Linked DNA regions of Zea mays: region 1 is linked to region 2. Evidence: chromatin contacts called from public Hi-C data. All regions are on one chromosome and are shown on one strand. Each heading gives the region's core, a stretch centred on a gene start, on an enhancer-like site or on the middle of the called end of the contact. The rest is flanking DNA. Distances are from core to core; before and after follow the strand shown. Region 1 holds the start of LOC103650955 (sister chromatid cohesion protein PDS5 homolog A). Region 2 holds the start of LOC542126 (photosystem II subunit PsbS1).

The links. A called contact is a pair of places that touch in the nucleus more often than the background predicts.
Region 1: a Hi-C map of ear shows a contact between it and region 2, with 2.7 times the contacts expected there. The contact joins the promoter of LOC103650955 here to the promoter of LOC542126 in region 2. A contact is called at or near these places in 3 of 25 Hi-C or Micro-C datasets (ear, root tip and tassel).

The regions. Positions count from the first base shown.
Region 1 is chr3:179,833,447-179,837,608 of Zm-B73-REFERENCE-NAM-5.0, reverse strand. It overlaps LOC103650955 (sister chromatid cohesion protein PDS5 homolog A), which reads right to left and starts at 2,715. Exons shown (of 31, transcript XR_002268151.2): 1 at 2,392-2,715; 2 at 1,320-1,517.
Region 2 is chr3:179,563,720-179,568,123 of Zm-B73-REFERENCE-NAM-5.0, reverse strand. LOC542126 (photosystem II subunit PsbS1) reads left to right here and starts at 1,287. Exons shown (of 4, transcript NM_001111758.2): 1 at 1,287-1,665; 2 at 1,833-1,952; 3 at 2,895-3,138; 4 at 3,264-3,731. The coding sequence starts at 1,456. The coding sequence ends at 3,508. TRNAQ-UUG (transfer RNA glutamine (anticodon UUG)) reads right to left here and starts at 434; the gene lies at 363-434.

The DNA.
Region 1 (4,162 bases), core at 1,466-3,965, 270 kb before region 2:
GCTCTCCCGCCGGACGCGCCGCTGCCCTTCCCCGTCCCCGCGCCGTTCCACCCCCCAAGCCCCCGGCCCCGGTGGGACCGCCCCGGCCACGCCCCCGAACCCGACCCCTCCGCAACCGTTAACCCCCGCCGCGCCGCCTTCCTCCTCTTCGACGCGGCCGCCGCACCCATGGGAGATCTCCGCGCGAGCCTGGCTAGAGTCCTTCCCCGACGGACGGCCGCCCACCGAGCCCGAGGTCGGCCTACATCGACGTGCACCGCCCCGAGCTCCCTTCCCTCCCCCGCTCCCAGCTACACCTAGGCGATGCGCCCGCCTAGACAGCGCACAGCGCCCTAGGCTACGCGGTGGGCTGCCGATTAGCGCCTAGGCGCGCCTAGGCGCCGCCTAGCCGCCGCCTAGCCGAACACTGCACACACACACACATATATATATATATAACCTATACATCACCTGGACTGGTGGCGCGCCAGTCCGACCGAGCCCACACTCCCCACGCGCAGCTCGGCTCCCTACACGCCACGCGCGGCTCCTTTCCCCCGCCGCACCCTTTCACGCCCGCGCGGCTCGGCTCCCTTTGCCCAGTAAAACATTAAGTCATTTTTCGGGGAAACATTAAGTCATTTTCAGGGAAACATGAAGTCATTTTTATTTTTCAGCCATTCTTCGTGTTTTCTCAAATATTTTTTATTTTTCGGTAATTCCAGATTTTAGGAAACGTTAAGTCATTTTTTGTTTTTCAGTCATTTTTCATGTTTTCACATGCATTCCTTGTTTTTTAGTTCAGTCATTGTAGGCAACATTAAGTCATTCAATCGTTCAGGCAACATTAAGTCATTAAGCGTAAAGAAAACATTAAGTCATTTTGAGGGCACTAAGTCATTCGAGCGCGTGTATGGGAGGCGGCTCGCTCGGTCGGCTGGGGGACGCGAGCGGTCACGGGGGCGGCTCGGTCGGGCACGTGGGGGCGGCTCGATTGGTTACGCGCGAGGGGCGCTTGGTCGGGTCCAGGTGATTGACCCCTGGTATATCACCCTAGTTGATGAATAGATCTGCCCTATTATATATATACACTGACCACTAGTTTTTCTTTAATTATATCATCAATCACTACAAAATCAATGTCACATGAAAAGATATGTGAAATATGAATCTACTATATAGCTTTCATACTATAAGCATGCATATAATTTGACTAACTGTTGTCCAAGTTTATGAAGTTAGAATTTTCAAATTCTAATGCTCCTAGTAGAAACGAACGGAGGGAGTAGCATTTTACATCACCAGATACATAGTAGAAAAGTGACATGACTGTTAAATACCTTAAGTATTTCATCACTAAAAGGTGGATCAGGTGCAAGAACACGCATAACTTCGATTAAACAAACAGAAACAAGAAGCTTGACATCCTTATCCTTATGGTTGAGTAAAGTGGTCTGGACAAGAGATTTGCTCAGAGCATGAAGAGGATCCTGCAGAGAGGATGATTGACTAAACTCTGATAATGCACTTTCAGCTTGCTGCAATAAGAACATAAATGTGTTAGGGCAGTAAAGAATATGAATCCACCAATATTTGAGCCTTTTTGTCAGTATGATTGTCCAGCTTAAGTATGTATTAATAATGGACAAGTTCATGTCTAGCTTCTGAAGAACTCTGCTAGGCTGAACTGTTTCAACAACTGGATCATCAACTCACATTAGCACAAAGCTAAAAGACAGTGAACCCTAAGAAAATCCAATAAATCTCCAAGAGAAGGTTTATTGTGAAAAAATGCAACAGGATGCAAGAAAATCAGTTAAATATTAACGGCTCGCTGCCAATTTACAGAAATATGTATGATCATGCCTCATATATCCTTTCATTCCTTACCTATAAAATTTTTCAGGACTAGCAGCTTCCTCAGTTATAACAGTTCAGAAAGAAAATAAACATGGAACAGCAGGCAGTTCAACTGAATGTCCAAAACTCCACAAACATTTTTCTGCTGCCTCCAAGTGCCAGGTAGACGAAGGTGCCTTGCAAGACCCAAAAAACATTCCCCGGACCCGAAACCAACTCTTTGGTATATATATCAAAGAACATAAACACCACCTTAACCAAACACGACATCCCCCACTAGTATATACACGACTTTTTCAGTACTACTACACCACTCCAGCTTCAGATGGAAATCAGTACGTATTACAACATGGAAGTCAAGTTCACCAAAAGCGTCAGGAGGCCACATCAACTCCCTGAACTGTGACTGCAAATTTGAGTAGCAAATTCCATCGACCTTAGCAACGCGCTACAGCAAGGCCTCGTACGAATTCGAAACTTCAGAGGCAGCGCGGTTTCACGGGAAATGGAAGCGTGCTGGGTTAGAATCGGGTGGAAATGAGCAGTGGTCACCTTGAGGAGCTTGATAAGGGCGTCCTTGCCTAAGCGCGGCTGCGCCAGGCGCTTCCCGAGCGCCCTCACGACTAGCTCCGGTGAGTCAGGCATCACGGGCGGCGGCCGCGGCGCACTGGAGCTCGAAAAACTGAAAACCCTAGAATGCTGAGCGGCGGGAGAACGGGCGGGTAAATGAGGGTTAGGCGGGAGGCCATGAAATGGAGGAGATAGAAGAGAAGTGTCTCACAATCACAGTCACAGTCACAGACAGCGCGGAGTCGGCCAGCGAGCCATGGCTACCTTTCGAGGTCTATCGGTGGCCGTACTTCTACAAAATGCTTCGATATTCTTATCTTAATCTCTATTTCAAACATATTCTTCAAACATTATAATAAATAATATAAAACGATATTTTACATAACCTTGTTGTAATAAATAATACAAAACAATACTTTACATAACCTTTACACAGCCTGATGGAGATGACCTTGACTAACTCTAAACATTCCCTTTACAAATCTCTCATCCATACTTTTTATTTATATTAAATATTTTTCCCTCAACAATTCTTCCTCATCTTTCACCACCTTTCAATGATTCCCTTTTAACTCCCCTTCATTTTTTAATTGAGTTATTAACTTTTATACATCAGTTTTTGATGTTTTAAAAAAAATACTATCATATTTATAATACAATAATACATATTATTATTTTCTAATTAAATATAAAAAATAATTTTACAATTATTATCGTTGATTAACAGAGATAAGAAGATTAGAGTTCCCTCTCCATGCACCCCCTTGCGTGCAGACGGGGTGCCGGAGCCCTCCCCACAAGCGGCAGAGGGGGTGTGGGAGTGAGACGTTCCTTATATTCAAATCTCTAGCAGTCAACCAATATAATTTTTTGTTTGAATGTATATGTGTTATGCCCCTGACTATTCCTCACGCCTTATGCCCCATAGGCGACAAAGGGAGTGAGACGTTCCTTATATTCAAATCTCTAGCAGTCGTTCCTTGGTGTAATAATACGCCTTATGCCCCTGACTGTTCACTGTACAAACGAGAGGCAAAGCGGTGACCCCTTCTGTTAATAAACATTTGAGTCTATGGTGTTGCCTTCTTCACTCGCTTTGTCTCTGGTTTCTTGAAACTTTCTCCCTTTCCTTCCAAACTAGAAAAAAACATTATTCCAGCACCATGGACGACGATGGGGAATGCAAGAGGGTGCCTACACCCTCCTCTGAGTCCTTCGGAGACTCAAAGAACTCCGAAGAGTACTCTGACTCCAAGAGTGGGACCTCCTCGTTGCCTACGTGATCGCCATCGACCGGGACCCTGGGTGAGCGGGCCTTCCTCAAGGCCATGGAGTGCCCGGACCTTGCCGGCTCAAATGAGTTGGATGAGGACGAGGAGGAGACGGGGGGAGGAGGAGGAGACGGGCTCGGTCGGTGGCAAGGGCGACAACAGCAAGGGTGATGTCGGTGGCAAGGGCAAGGGCAGCGGTAAGAGCGGCGGTGCCGACGGTAAGGGCAAGGGCGGTGGCCAGAGCGACGGAGCCTACGGTAAGGGCAGTGCTAGCAAAGGTGGAGGTAGTGGCTAGGTCGGCAACGACGACGACAAGGCCAGCGACGACGGCGATGGAAGGCGAGGGCGGCGACAATGGTGGGGGCGACGACGACAAGGGTGGTCGTGGCGCCACCAACTTAAGTAGTTTAGTTTACTTTAGTATTAGTGGTAGTGGTAGTGGAAGTAGAAGTAGAAGTGGAAGTGGAATGGTAGGATAGAGT
Region 2 (4,404 bases), core at 38-2,537:
CTTGCTGCGAAGCAAATATTGTGTTTTTTTATGTATATGCATGGGCTCCACCACCTTCACTCGGCTATCGATGATTTCTTGCTGCGAAGGAAATAGTTTTCTTGCCTTAAACCTGGATTGGCTCATTTTGACGTCTTTTGGCCTTTTGGGTCGACCCACAGCGGAAAGGAAACTTTTATGGATTCTGAATTGTATATATATGTTATTTCTTTTCGCAACAGGGAAAAAGGTGCATTCTGAATTAGACCCACAGGGATTCGAAACCATGCTTTTGTGAACTGTATATGCTATCTCTTTTACATGTTTCCATACCGGAAAAAAAAGTTAGGAAAAAGAACATGTTTCCATAACGGCAAAAAAATAGGTCCCACCGGGATTCGAACCCAGGTCGCCAGATTCAAAGTCTGGAGTGCTAACCACTACACTATGGAACCCGTTTATGTCATAATGTGGACAATTAATTATTAAACCCCAGCATATGGAACCAAATCCATTTCCCACTACCTCGAAAGTCGAAACCATTTGGTCTAGTCAGAACACCGAAGTATCCAACGAATCCATTGTAATTTTGTTGCACCCGAAATGGCGCCGCTACGGAATAAGCGGCCTTTATGCTTGGCGCGAGAGTTCTTCCTTCAAAATCGATCTTCAACGTTCAAATTCAAAATGCTACCCCCGTCCATTGTAAATTGTATGTGTTCAGTATTTTATATATAATGTTTATGTTTACAGAAAAATTAAAACGATATATAATCTGGAATGGAGAGAGTAGCAACATCCAATCCAATCCATCGACCCGACCGAGAGAAACGGGAGGGCACGCTGCTATCAGCTACCTGCTCCATAGTGTCGCAAACTCACAGTCACAGCAGTCATCACATGCCTCAAGGCTGGAAGGGCAGAACACTTTTTTCTTGACGCGTGTATCTCAGCGACCGGCGCCATCAGTTTGTTTTCGTTCCACGCCCCCACGCCCAATGCGCCCCCACCGTCCAGGTCCAGCCGTACACGTGCGTCCGGCCGGGGATCGCAGCAGCCGCACGCACTGGCTGCTGGGCTCGGACGGCGCTGCCCCTGCCGCAGCGCAGCCATAGATTGGAATTGCGGCGACGTGGCCTCCTGGCAGCCCACCCTGAACAGGCGCACCCTATCCTCCGCCTCGCCGCTCGCCAATGGACACCTCCACTAGTCCACTTGGCGCCACTCCAGCTTCACGCTGCCCGCGTCTGTGATTCCCATTCATAAGAGCTGGCCACGCAGCCTCGGAGCAACAGACCCCCGCCCACGACCACACGCAGCAAGCAGCAGCCGCGCGCTCGCCTAGGACTACCGACTACGAGTAGTGCTCAGCTAGCCTCCATCCTCAGCGCGCGAGTGGCTGCTGCGCATTCCTCTCTTTATCCGTCTCTGTGCTTGTTTAATTTGTGTTCGTTCGTGAGTAGGCGGCCGGCACATATGGCAGCGCAGTCCATGCTCATGTCGACCAGCGTCAACGGCGGCCGCGCGCTGCCGTCTCTTCAGGCCGTCCGGCCGGCTCCATACCCGCGGCTACCGCTGCCGTCGTCGTCGTCCTCGTCAGCTGGCTACAGGCACTCCAAGTCCGTCTCCGTGAAGACGCTCGCCCTGTTCGGCAAATCCAAGGTCAAGACCGCGCCGGCGAAGAAGGTCCGTGACCCGTGCATGGCTAGCTAGCTAGCTAGCTGCACGTACACTACTGTACTGCTGCTGTGCCGTGTGTTATGTGCACGCATGCATGCTCCTGGCTAGTTTTATTCTATTCCCTGTCATGTGTTGCTATGTGTGTGTATATATATGATGGTTTTGCTGTACAGGCTGCTGCGCCCAAGCCCAAGCCGAAGGTTGAGGATGGTATCTTCGGCACGTCCGGCGGGATCGGTTTCACCAAGGAGAACGAGCTGTTCGTCGGCCGCGTTGCCATGCTTGGCTTTGCCGTGAGTATAGTCAAAAGCACTGCATCTGCATATGGAGTGTGTTCATGCACACCGGAAGGAATTACTCCGTCCCTCCGAAATTATAAGTCGTTGACGACACGGCCTTCAAAATACAATTTTAACCATTTAAAAATTAAAATAAACTCTTAATATTTATGTTTTTTTAAATACTTTCTTAAATAAATTGGTGTATAACACGTGACTATTAGTTTTTAAAACTAAATAATAAAACGGTTATTTATAGTCAAAGTTTTATAAGCTTGATTTAATTCTTATCCAAAAGATTTATAATTTAGACTTGGAGGGGTAGAAGGAAGTTGTTCTTATATATACTCTCTGCGTTTACATATATATGACGTTTAGAATAAGTTAGTTAGCTTTTTATCTAACTAGTTTTGTTTTAAACATTATATTACAAATTAAAAATGGAGATAGTGTAACAGATGCAATATCTTTCGTATTGACCAATATAATTAGAGGAGTACACACCATCGATATCTGGTAATATATTAGGATATATATTTATCTTAGCAAAAAAAAACATAGCCATTCATTTTTGTGATAGCTGACGCCGCCGTAGCATGATATGGATATGGACATACATATGGTAGTCGCAGTTACCTGTGATTTTGTAAAGTTAGCAGCTTCATGGGTTAAATTCAGCAGGGTAGGAAAAAAAGAGGAGTGGTGGGTGGAAGAAAATTCCAAACGGTCAAAATAATTAACATAAACTACTCACTTAATTTGAACCTAAAATAAATTACTCAATTACACCTCTGCTGCTAGCACTCTCCCAAAATAAATAAATTATAGATTGTCTAATCCACGCATTATTTTGTTATGCAAATCTGCTCGTGTATGTATTATTGTTTCAAACCAAAAACGGTAGCTAGCATTGCCAGTTCAAGCTAGCGAGGATTTATTGACACTGCTTGGCTTCAGGCATCGCTACTTGGAGAGGCCATTACCGGGAAGGGCATCCTTGCGCAGCTGAACCTGGAGACGGGCATCCCCATCTACGAGGCGGAGCCCCTCCTCCTGTTCTTCATCCTCTTCACCCTCCTTGGCGCCATCGGCGCTCTCGGAGACCGCGGCCGCTTCGTCGACGAGGAGGTCACCGGCCTCGACAAGGCCGTCATCCAACCCGGCAAGGGCTTCCGCGGCGCCCTCGGCCTCAGCGAGGGAGGTAATTAAAAAAAGAAAAAGAAGCTCACGACACCTCCGCATGCAGCTGATGAGCTGTGGTTGATTGCTTGATTTGAGTATTTTTTATATAATAATGATGGTGCCTGCGGTGCATGAACAATGCAGGGCCGCTGTTCGGGTTCACCAAGTCGAACGAGCTGTTCGTGGGGCGGATGGCGCAGCTGGGCGTGGCCTTCTCCATCATCGGCGAGATCATCACGGGGAAGGGCGCGCTGGCGCAGCTCAACATCGAGACGGGGGTGCCCATCAACGAGATAGAGCCGCTCGTCATCTTCAACGTCCTCTTCTTCTTCATCGCCGCCATCAACCCCGGCAATGGCAGGTTCATCATCGGCGAGGAAGAGGAATAGGCTGCTGGCTGCTGCTGCTGGCCTCGGACATGAGTCGTGTGCGTTTACTTTTACCTGTGACTGTGCGTCTCGGTGCGCGCGCGTAAGTGCTTTGCTGTGTATCAATTACTCGTGATGAGACCTCGAAGGTAGGGTGTCGCGTTGGGTTGTCTGCTTGTAGAAACAAGAGCTTATATATAAATTACTACTAGCTAATATGCCATGGTTGCAACGAGTTCTCCTAGACTATATAATCTTGTTGAGTTCGAGAGACCGTATAAATCACACTGATTGACCTTCGGTACTGAGCTGCATTTCTAAGTGGCGCTCTCTTGTGTAACTCTACTCCGTTTCCGTTCTAACTTTTGCCCCCGGCAAGGTGATTCTGGGAGTAACGACCAAGTTTCAGATATGATGAATGAGCCTATCCGCTTGTGTGTCTATGGGCTGGTAGGCCGAGAGTGTGATTTGAGCCCAAATCAATGGAGTCACACAGACGGGCCGGCCTTGGGCCTGATGTCTGATCCTTAGCCGCCTAATTAGTAATTCCTGAAGTACACTCCAACTCTCGAAGTATTACGGCTACACGTAAACCACTGAAACGGCGGATTTACTGTGCTGTGCCAGCCATCGATCGGCACGACACAGGCACACAGATCGTTGGTTACCTGCATGGCACGGCACATAGCTACGTAATAGCTGGTTCGGTGACTAGGGATTTAAAGATGATCAATGGAGAAGGAAACCACATGCTTTCAAGAAAGGGGTTTCTTCCCTGTGGATTTAAAGACTAGGGATTTAAAGATGATCAATGGAGAAGGAAACCATTTCCTTATTGGCAAGACGACGCCAGTACGCCACATCTACGAAACGGATAATAAGCACCAAACGGTCTCATCCACTGTCCCCACGCGCAG